2 separate regions of the Danio rerio genome follow, and region 2 is linked to region 1. The links are chromatin contacts, called in public Hi-C maps. All regions are on one chromosome and are shown on one strand. Each heading gives the region's core, a stretch centred on a gene start, on an enhancer-like site or on the middle of the called end of the contact. The rest is flanking DNA. Distances are from core to core; before and after follow the strand shown.

What was found. A called contact is a pair of places that touch in the nucleus more often than the background predicts.
Region 2: a Hi-C map of fibroblasts shows a contact between it and region 1, with 6 times the contacts expected there. The contact joins the enhancer-like site here to the promoter of prdm16 in region 1. A contact is called at or near these places in 4 of 18 Hi-C or Micro-C datasets (caudal fin, embryo, fibroblasts and 1 more) and 2 of 4 datasets of contacts at active chromatin or transcription factors (caudal fin and embryo).

What each region holds. Positions count from the first base shown.
Region 1 is chr8:57,829,381-57,835,342 of GRCz12tu, reverse strand. It overlaps prdm16 (PR domain containing 16), which reads right to left and starts at 4,531. Exons shown (of 16, transcript XM_073911182.1): 1 at 4,406-4,531. The coding sequence starts at 4,442. LOC108190986 (a long non-coding RNA gene) reads left to right here and starts at 4,766. Exons shown (of 2, transcript XR_012384762.1): 1 at 4,766-5,492.
Region 2 is chr8:58,105,781-58,111,073 of GRCz12tu, reverse strand. The region is part of intron 3 of prdm16 (PR domain containing 16); the gene reads right to left. Among named protein-coding and RNA genes, the nearest start is that of nppal, 250 kb to the left of the region's middle. Within about 2 kb of position 2,318, at least 2 of the 62 cell types and tissues checked have an H3K27ac peak or open chromatin away from gene starts, as enhancers often do.

The sequences.
Region 1 (5,962 bases), core at 3,282-5,781:
AATGCTGTGTTTCACACAATTACTTCATGTTAAAACACAAATAGTTTAAGTTTACTTCATTGTTTTTGCAAAATTAAGTTGATTGAACCTACAACAATGAAGCTGTCCTGAAAAAACTCAAGAATTGTGTTGATTCAGCTCATTATTAATAAACCGTTTGAACAAGTAGCTATTTTTCAAGTGTATAAAGCAAATAAATCATCCAAAAATAAATTACCCTAGAGAGTTCGACAGACATTTACAACAAAAAAGAAAAAATGAGCTATACAGTTCACTCAAACACCTTAAAAAAAAAAAAAAAAAAAAAGTAAAACACTAGAGTGTCCACTTCTACGGCCAAGGATTTGCAGACAGCCCGGGCTGTAACATGATAAGCACGTCTCTCTCGCAGACATGGCTTTAACAGTTCTGTAATGGCTGTCTTTTCCCCTACTGCATGCTGCACCCTGCTCTGCTCCACTGCCAAGGGGACGTTTCTTATATATGTATTTCCATGTTTTTCTTCAAAAACAAATAAAATGCATTATGCTGGGAGGAAACACGGCAAAGTCATCTTTAAGGTATGCACATGACTGCCAAAAGAGTCCAAAAGTGACTTTTCCAGCAATTGGATGAACGAAAAAAAGGGTGTATAGTGTGGCAGAGAACAGCTGAAACAGTGTTTAGCCACACGCAGAAAAGGCCCTCCCATGAGCGAGTCACGGTGATGTCATAAAGAGGTGCCACAAGTGAACAATAACAGCGCAGTACAGTAAAATAAGTAGAATGAATGACGTGTGACAAATGTGAGCAAGGTTGAGTTGGAGCCGCCTCACCTTTGGGAAGCACAGGGCGATTGGCGCAGGCTCAGGTGGGAAACGGTGCCAGCTCTGCGTGCGTTTCCATAAGCCACCCATCAACCTTTCCTCTCGCTCAAGATTGGGGTTAACTAAGCAGACCCTCTGGTCAAAGGCTGCCATACAAGCTCCCGTCGAGGACGAATGTGTGTGTGCAGTCTTGCACACAAATAAATCTGCAGCATTATCAAACACAAGGTAAAAGTGGTTGAATTAGGATTATTCCATCAGTGCTAAAGCAAGGATATGCTCACCTGTTTCTGAACAGTACTTCAGTGACACTTATAGTGAGAACTTCATATCAAACACAAAGCTAAATCTCTACATTTATGTGTGAGGAGTTATACATCTATATAACAGCCCATGCTCTATTTAGTCTACTCGCCAGATCTCATATTTTGTTTTAGCTTGAAGCTAAATGTCAGCCATTTTGCCTGTAAAAGCAGCAGTTTTGAGTGCTGACAGGCTGTGTCTTCTAGCAAGACATCACACACAGCTTCCATTGTTGCTTTACAGTGTTGTGGCTTGATTTTATTACTTCTGTCAAAATACAATATAGGCTACACAAGAGATTTTTTTTGGTTTGTTATCCATTGCTATTTTATTTCTATGTGCAACTTTTTTCCCCTTAAAGTCACAATGTAAACAACATTGGAACATTGGGGGGGAAGAAAAGAAAACCCTCATTTTAGGGGAAGGGAGGGGGGAAATGAGTGTGACCCTAACATGAAATACAAAATCTATGTTACTAAAATGTCAAAATTAAATACATTTATTATAAACATATGCATTAGCAATCTAAAATAAATCCAATGCATGTATTATATTGCATTAAAATATTCTAAACGCCTCATTGTATGTTCGCACTACTAATTATGAGTGATCTAAATGTTCTCAGTGACGTCATTTTACTGTATGCATATTGTCGGTCTACTTTTTTTCTTGGAACATAGCCGAGCTTCATTTGAGGTTATTGGCTGGAAACGTAACTCAAACTGCTGATTGTTTTTTAAAAATGGGTTACAGTAATATTATAAATACAGTTTAGAATTAAAGCGTATATAAAATATGAAATATGCAATAGCAAAAGGGTTAGTAATCGTTAAAACGCATTATACAAAGAGAGATTGTTTCATGCGAAATACGGTGACAAACTGATTCCTCTGTGAAATTGCGCTTAAGATTCTCGTGTGATAATTATACAAAGGGTAAAGCTTGAACAAAGTGTCCATGTAAGTGTACTAATTTACCTCATAATACTCGTTTTCAATCAAAAGGCTTTAAAAGCTCCTCGAAACAAAAATGAATGAAGGGCCTAACATTACAAATCAAGCTCTTGTAAGTACCTGCGTTTATGGGCTCTTGATTCGTGCACTATTAGCAGATGATCCAGCCGCCAGATGGGGGTTTGAACCTCATATGGATCCCATATTAACCTATTTTAATATCGCGTAATTTAATGTAATTGTGGCTTTAATATTTGGCACCATTGAAGTGTGAAAAATAAATAAAACCATGGCCGTCGATGTCTCATTAAAAAATGTATCACATTTAAGAAGCTTCTCGGCTATGCCTGCAATTCCTTTTCATAATTACGAGACGGCAAACTGTTGAGCAATAGTAATAATAATCATTTAAATTATTTATAATATTAAATATATGATATTTAATAACAATTAATACATTTAAAAAATCATAAATCGTTCTGTATATTAGTAATATTTTTAATAACTATTATTTAATAATAATATTGTTATTACTGTAAGCCCCCTTAAACATATAACTTAAAATTAATGCAGATAAATAGGAATATCATAATACATGTGTGAGGAACTGAACTGGAACACGGGAACCCGCTGACTCTATAACTAAATGATAACGCGGATGGAAAGTAGCCATAAGTAAATATGTCGAATATGAATCTGGAAGAGCAGAACACTGATTAAAAAAAGAGAAAGTGAGTAATGTATAAGCTATGTGAATACACTTTAATGAGCGCTTGTGTTTTTGAGGGTTGAAATCAGGGCCCTCAACATTCTCCAACACAAAAATGAAACCATTATATTTGCAATTAATATAGCCCAACTTTGAATGTAAATTAAATAAAGTCTTATATATATTGTTTGAACACTTAGGAGAGCTGTCGTGCAATTGACCTCCAACCCAAAACCGAATTAATCTTGACCAACAGCATAACAAGAAAAAAAGGACAGTCTGACCTTTTCTCGGAAGTAATCGCAATACACGTTTCATGTGCAACAGACATTTTAAAGTTAAAATATCGAGGCCCAGGTTTATGTCCCGAAACAAACTGAGGATGCACGGTAATTTGAATCAACAGGTCACCAGGCCTAACTACATTTGTTCAAAACACTTAAAATGTCTTAATATTTTAGTAAACATCTTAAATAATTTCGCTGAAACATTTGCGGTGAGCATCAAACCGCGCATTTTTGCTGTAACTCCACATATGACTTGCTCGGCTTTTCTTTAGTTAAGAAAAACATTTGGGTAAATTAAACAGATTAAACAAATGTTGTGTCATCACATAGCTCGCTATTTAATTCGTTAGAATTCTCAAAGAGCGTTTTAAATGTTTAATTATTATGTAGCGATTTGGCACATGTAATAAAGCCTTTTAGAATTAATTGCATAAGTAATAACTATGTTCAGATTGCACTGAAAGCTATAATCGCATGCAAAACTTCTCACAATTCCTCGGACACTCGGTAAGAAAACAGTTAGCTCCTAGACCATACCTAATGCTAACAAGTCGGAATACAAGCGAAAGCCAAACAAATAAACAAACAAACAAGCAAAGACATCACGCTAAATCCAGAGGAGATTTACACACTTTTCCTCGCCTCAGAAAGAGTCCACAAAATAGCTGAGTCTGTTTTCTTCGGTATGACACATCTATGCATTATTGATTCGCCATTTGCAGATGAAGCACACCGAACTGCGACAGAGCTCACAACACAAATATTCCTCCTAATTTAAAATAAACGTGAAATTTGTCCGTATTTGTTTAATATTCCTTCTTCTACATGGCATCCAGTGGGCAGGCTGAAAGCTCAGGAGATCTCCACGCTCGCTCTGTGCGTCCTGGGGTCCATGAGCAGTGCTAGAGCGCCCACTATTTCAACAAGCAGGAATATGATTTCACAAGACCTGGAACCACTCAATAAAAAAGTTACTATCCCTTTCGACAACTCTTCGCTAACTTTCGTGTAACAATTCTCTACGGTTTCTCGACTTCGCTAAAACAAGAGAGCGAAACAACGCGGCGTGGAAACGCTCTCCTGACCATTTCAGCCAAAGCACCATCACACAAACGAGAAACTTCTGAACAAGCACACTACGGCAGCATCTGGTCTAAAGGGTGGACGCGCGGATCACGGAGAGTTTGAGCGATTTCAATGCAACTGAGAGCTGGAAAACAAACGCACCGGACAAAGACGCGCTCTCAGCAGGAACTGATCAATGAAAATGACACTTTGGTGATGTGCGCAAGGGTTCAAAGTACCGTGCGGCCGCTCGGGAGCGAAAGAAGCGCAATAAGGACCTACTTTTGGCCAGTTTTCTCGCCCTCGCCTTGGATCTCATCTTGTCGGCTTGTAGATTCCTCGCGTCCTCCTTGAGCTCAGAAGCAGCAGCAGCGCTATCTTCATCTCACGAGCATTGTCAGTTTGGACACCTTCGCACATGCGCACAGGCCATTCAATCTGACACCCTCGTCAGGGCCAAAAAACTTTCCAATGTATTCATCATCATCACTTTTTGTCCTATCGTGTCTCCTTTAGATCACTTATCTCTTTCCCTCCTCCTCCACTCGCTCCGCAACATCTCGGATCGCCCCCCACCTCCCCTTCTTGAGCCCTCCAAGAGGAATAAGTGCTATTTTTCAGGGACCTGCGGAATCCGGTACCACACTGGACATTGAATCCTGGACGGGGTCAAGGTCGCAGCCCTCACGCGCAAGGTAATCACGAGCATTTCATGCACCCAATCAATACGCAACTATTTAAAGCATAAAAACTTTGTTATAATATGTGTAATTACGTTAAAAAATGCATAAAATGTAATTTACTGTTATTATTATTGTTATTAGTATTATTATTATTGATGTTTTATTTGAAAAAGAATATATACGAATGTCATCTGCGCATAACTCTAATATTGTATTTTATTGTAACAATCTTACCCTGACATTGATGTAAGAGTATTGTCGAGTGCCTTATATTTATATATCTGAAAACTATTAACATTATTAATTTAGGTGCGCTCCATAAATAGGTAAAAGGTGTGTTCAGTTTCAATGTTGCTATTGCCACCCGAGTCAGCGCGCGCTAGACTCAGACAGCCAGCAGCTCCCGCGTGCGTGCTTCTGTGTGTGTGTGTGTGTGTGTGTGTGCGTGCGTGTGTGTATATGTGTATGTGTGTGCGTGTGTGTGTGTGAGGAGAAAGAGCAGAAATACAGTATGAGTGCATGCGTGGGATCCGGGCGGAAAAGGTATGCATTTTAACTCTCTTTTGAAACAATGCACTTTCAGTCTTAGGTCTAGATTAGGTTATGTACCACGCTATACGTCGTTGAGGCTGTTTATGTGCAGGTAAACCCGGCAGAGTTTGACAAGGCAACCGATATTCATTTGTGTAAGTATACGTGATTCTGTTAAATTATTTTTTTGCACGTAAAACAAAGTATAGACTACTGTAAGCATTAGAACTGCAATCATGTTTGCATGTGCTCAATCAGTGTATTTTACCGGTCATCTTAAAGGCTGTATATGCGTGCTGTCAGAACCATGCTTCGGTAGTCCAATAGCAGGATCAACATCTGAAGTTATTTTCTGCAGTTGGCACGTAAAATCGGATATGTTGGACTTATTAAACGATACATGTCAGAATTTCGCCGACAGTTACTATCGGGAATAATATGGTTTTAGCATTTTGCGCTAACTTGGACATTAAAATTGCATTTGAATTATTTTAATTTTTTAAATATAATAAAACCTGATTTTTGGCGCTTTTGACACATTCTGTAATTATACATTAGGGCATTATTATTATTATTATCATTATTATTATTATTATTGCTATTATTATTATTATTATTAATAATA
Region 2 (5,293 bases), core at 1,069-3,568, 280 kb before region 1:
TGATTCGAGAGCGTGGGACATCTGAAGCGACTTTTGGTAGACAAGGGAAAAGATGGGGAAATAAAGAGGATTTGGCAGGGACAGCGTGTGCGTTGGAGAAACAGTGAAATATCAGCGGGTTTGCTGTTGAGCTGATAAAAGAGAGGTTCTTTTATGCGAGGGGGCAGAAATTCACATGGCTTTCTCACGCCTCTCAATCTCCTCTCGCGCCGAAACAGACCTGCATCTCGCAATATAATACTGCTCCTGGATAGACAGAGAAAGAAAAAAATCCAGCGACGATTTAAACTCTCAATTTCCTCTTTCGTTTAAGAGCATTTGTAACCCTCACTTATAGAGGCTGAGTGTGAAGGTATCAGTGCAACCGCTCATTCCTTCACAGCGTTTCAGACATAAATCTTTGCAGCAAAGAATTAAAGCTAAAACAGTCTGTACCAAAGGAAGAAAAAAAAAATGGTGTACTAAAAACACTGTAAATTAGAATATACACAGGATAATACACAGAAAAATTAGGATAACACAGAATATTACACAGCCCAAAAAATAAAATAAAATAAATAATAATAATAATAATACATATGTAAATAAAAAACAATTATAAATTTGTAAATAAATAAATATAATTAATGATAATAATAACAATAATATATATGTAAATAATATGTATGTAACTAATAATAATAATAATAATAATAATATCAACAATAATAATAAATAATAATATTAATACATAAGTAAATGGATAAATAATAATAATAATAATAATAATAATAATAATGCATATGTAAATTATATTAATAAAATATTAACAATAATAATAAATAATAATATTAATACATAAGTGAATGGAATATTATTATTAATAATAACATTATTAATAATCATAATAAACAAGTAAATTGATAAATAATAATAATAATAATAATAATAATAATATACGTAAATAATAATACATATGTAAATAATAATAATAAAAATAATAATATTTAATAATATTAATACATAAGTAAATGGATAAATAATAATAATAATTATTAAAACAACAACAACAACAACAACAACAACAACAATAATCATAATAATACATTTATACATAAATATTAATAATAATAAAATAATAAATTATAATAATTTAAATGTATAATACATTTATATATATATAGTGAATTTGTATAATGATAATTATGCAATAATTTTAATTATTGCAATAATAAATAACAAATAATAATAATAAGTAAATAAATGAATAACAACAACAACAACAACAATAATAATAATACATATGTAAACAATAATAATAATAATGTTAAATAATAATAACAATAACAATATGTAATTAAATAATAATAATATTAATAAAAATAATAATAATAATAAAAATAATAATACATATGTAAACAATAATAATAACAATAACAATATGTATGTAAATAATAACAATAATAATAATAATAATAATAATAATAATAATAATAATAAATATTTTTATATATAGTACAATTCTATATAGACAGAAAATTGCGATCAAATCTTTACGACTGCATTAGTTATGCATATTCGTCTCATTTTACAAGATATAAAAATGTTTTTGTTATTATTAAAAACAAACAATATGTTTATACACACACACACACACACACACATACACACACACACACACACACACACACAGGGTTTCCCAAACAACATACTTATTTCCATTCTCCAGAAATTCTTTGTATTTTTTTCACATTTTTAAAAAAATTGCTGAGCATCACCATAGAGAGAAAAGAAGACGCGCATCTCCTGACACGAGTGCAGGCTGTGGAGTTGTCAGGCGGCTTCATTGAGATCAGAAAGTGTTGAATGGTAGCTAAGGGGGGCTAATTTGTAAGAGCCACATTCACTGTATCGTTTTCAGGGCGCAGCGGGGGAAAGCCAAACATTCAGCAGTTGTCTAAACAGATTTCGGAGCGTAACGCTGCTTAGACGTGCAACTTTTATCCAAAACATCCTCTTCTTTGTCTTTGTTCCAAACAAAGTCCGCTGGTCCACCATGGCTTGTTTGTTTTGGTATCTGGCTTACTACAAGTCCATTAAACATCCCAGATATGATATATCGCAGCACAAAACTGAATATGCCGGCGACAATTCATGCAACAGAACCAGAGAGAGGGATGGAGATGTACTTTGTTTACTCAACGCACTGCATATTTGGCTTTTTATGGCACATTGCTTTAGTATAGTGCTTTTTTATGCTGCAGAAGACGTAGTGGAGCAGTACCCATGACCAATCCAGCACACACACACTGGGCTTTGGCAATAGAGGGCGCCTGTGCACAGCAGGATTTCCTGAAGTGCAGCACACACACATATGCACTGACGCAGGCCAAAAAATCCACAGCATCACGTCCCAAACTCAATCATATTCACAAATAAACTTGGTATTCAGAACGTTCAGCTGAAGGGCCTACACTCTAAAAAAGGCACGGTTGCTTATTTTAATTTAATTTAATTTAATTCAATTTAATTTAATTTTGATTTTATTTTTATCTTAATTTTTATCTTTATTTTATTTTTCTTATTTTTTATTTAATTTAATTTAACTTACTTTTGATTTAATTTTGATTTTAATTTAATTAAATTCAGATTTTATTTTATTTTATTTTATTTTATTTTATTTAGATTGCTTTGATCTGAGCCAGAATTTTGAACTCCAGCAAGTAAACGAACCGGCAGACACAAAATGTCGCCTTTGACTATGGAGCTACGACTGCGCTGGCTGATTGTATCCCTGCTCACAGTATACTATATAGTTTGTATACATCACTTAGACAAACTATACATTAGAGCTGATTGGATTCTCGATCTTGATGTGACCCCCAAGACGATCTTAATCCAGCGTTTCTACGATTCTGCCAATCATATTTTCAAGGTCAGGAGAGAAGCGAAGGCGGCCGCACACGTCTTCCCATTGTTTTACATACATTGCTCAGCAACGTGGACACCTCCAAATAGTGTTAAAAGTGTCACAAACTGTATTTATAAGGTATAATTCATCCAAAAATTGTATTTCTGTCTTCATGTAATGATGTATTAGCGGCTCGAAACCACACGTGATGTGAACTGACCGTGAGCTGTTACCACAGAGAGGGCGGGCGCGCCTGTGAATGAAGTCTACTTTAGTGAACAGACTCACATAGGCTGTGAATAACAGGTAATAGAGTTGTAAATAACATTCAGTTTGAACAATCAATCGTTTTGGAGCCACGCAGGAAGTATGAACCACACATTATTGCTTCATGTTTAGACTGTAATATTATGTTTAAAGAATGTTACCACAAATAATACCACAGTAAAATATGACCTTTCCAACTATATTTAGTTAATCATGATTAGATTAGGATTTAATTGCAATTTAGTGAAGTAAACCTAAGCGTCCATAATCAGGATGGTGACAGATCTGCATTATTTAAGTGTAGTCAAAATATAAGATTGTCACAGGTATCTCAAACAACGTTTTAACACCACGTATACAAAAGGGGGGTGTTCTTGAGTTTTCATCCAGCCTCTTCTGTGACGTTTGCTTATACTGTTGTTGCTGCTTAACGCAAAATAAACTGTTGAGGGGGCTCGGGACTAGACTTCGCCTTCCCTGCCTTGCCTTATCATAATACACAAACGAATTGTAGCCTCCTGCGATTGTTTGAAACACAGCCACTTTTTTCTCAACAAGCAAGGAAACAGTGTTTTTTTTTTTTTAAACAATATGCGACTCGAGAGGAGAGGGGAGGGAGGTCCCAGCGCCTTTCACCACGTCTCCACAGCCACACAAACACAGCTTTCCTCCCGGTGAGACCAGAGGAAGCAGGAGAGAGAATGGCCTCAAGTGCTGTGAATGCGGAGATTCTTCAGTACATGTCAACCTGCTGGATCCTGACCCAAGATCAGCTGAAACAGATCCATGCAACACCTTCAATGCTTTATAAACATATAGTATGATTCATATGTGCTGTAATTAAAATGTTACTTATGTGATGTTGGACAACATGGAGGAAATAGATGGGACATTTTTTGAAGAGATACTGCCAAATATGGGAAAGTTCTCAATATCCTTAGCAAAATATTATTTTATGCTCATTGGCTAAAAACAAGGCATGCTAAATAATGTACAAATTTAAACACTATTGTTATTTTGTACACACAGTCTATCGGCTGATCAGGGGCATTGTTTAACTCTAGGGGCGCTCTGAAGAACCTGTACAATCCCTTTTCTTTCTGTTGGTGTGCTTTCACCTCCTGTATCTTCTTCTTGGCATGCATTTAGCTTTCTCGTCTGGTTTGTCCTTCACTCATGATTAATTGATTAGGCACAGACTAAAATGCTAAACAAACAAAATAAAAACAATGTTATTTAAATATACATTATTATAATGAATCTAATCTAATCTAATCTAATATAATATGACTTTTATCATTCTAACCAGTACCTGTGGATAGGGTAATTTGCACCCTATGCTTTATTGCATTACTTAACACAAAACATGCGAAATAAGATATATTTAATAAAATAGTGGGAAATATGTATAGTAATTACAAACATTACTTGCTAAAATCTAAAACTTATAATTTACAATAGTGTTATTATTCAAATTGCACCTTATTTAGAGTTTGTTGTGTTAATAAAAGCAAAAAATAAATAAATAAATAAATAAAAAATACTCAAAGATACAGTTGAAGTCAGAATTATTAGCCCCACTGTTTATTTTTTCCCTGTTTTTTGTTTAATGGAGAGCTGATTTTTTTTCCAACACATTTCTAAACATAATAGTTTTAATAACTCATCTCTAATAACTGATTTATTTTATCTTTGCCATGATGACAGTAAATAATATTTGACTAGATATTTTTCAAGCCACTTCTACACAGCTTAAAGTGACATTTAAAGGCTTAGGTTAACTAGGCAGGTTAGGGTAATTAGGCAAGTTATTGTACAACGATGGTTTGTTCTGTAGACTATCGAAAAAAATGGATTAAAGGGGCTAATCATTTTGTCCATAAAATGGTGTTTAAAAAATTAATAACTGCTTTTTTCCTAGCCAAAATAAAACAAATAAGACTTTTCTCCAGTGGAAAAAATATTATCAGACATGCTATGAAAATTTCCTTGCTCAGTTAGACATAATTTGAGAAATATTTAAAAAAGAAAAAAATCAAAGGGGGGTTAATGATTTTGACTTCAACTGTAACTACCACAGATCAGCATGCTTAATACTTTTTGAGTTTCTCTGCAGCAGAATTCCTCATAGTTGGG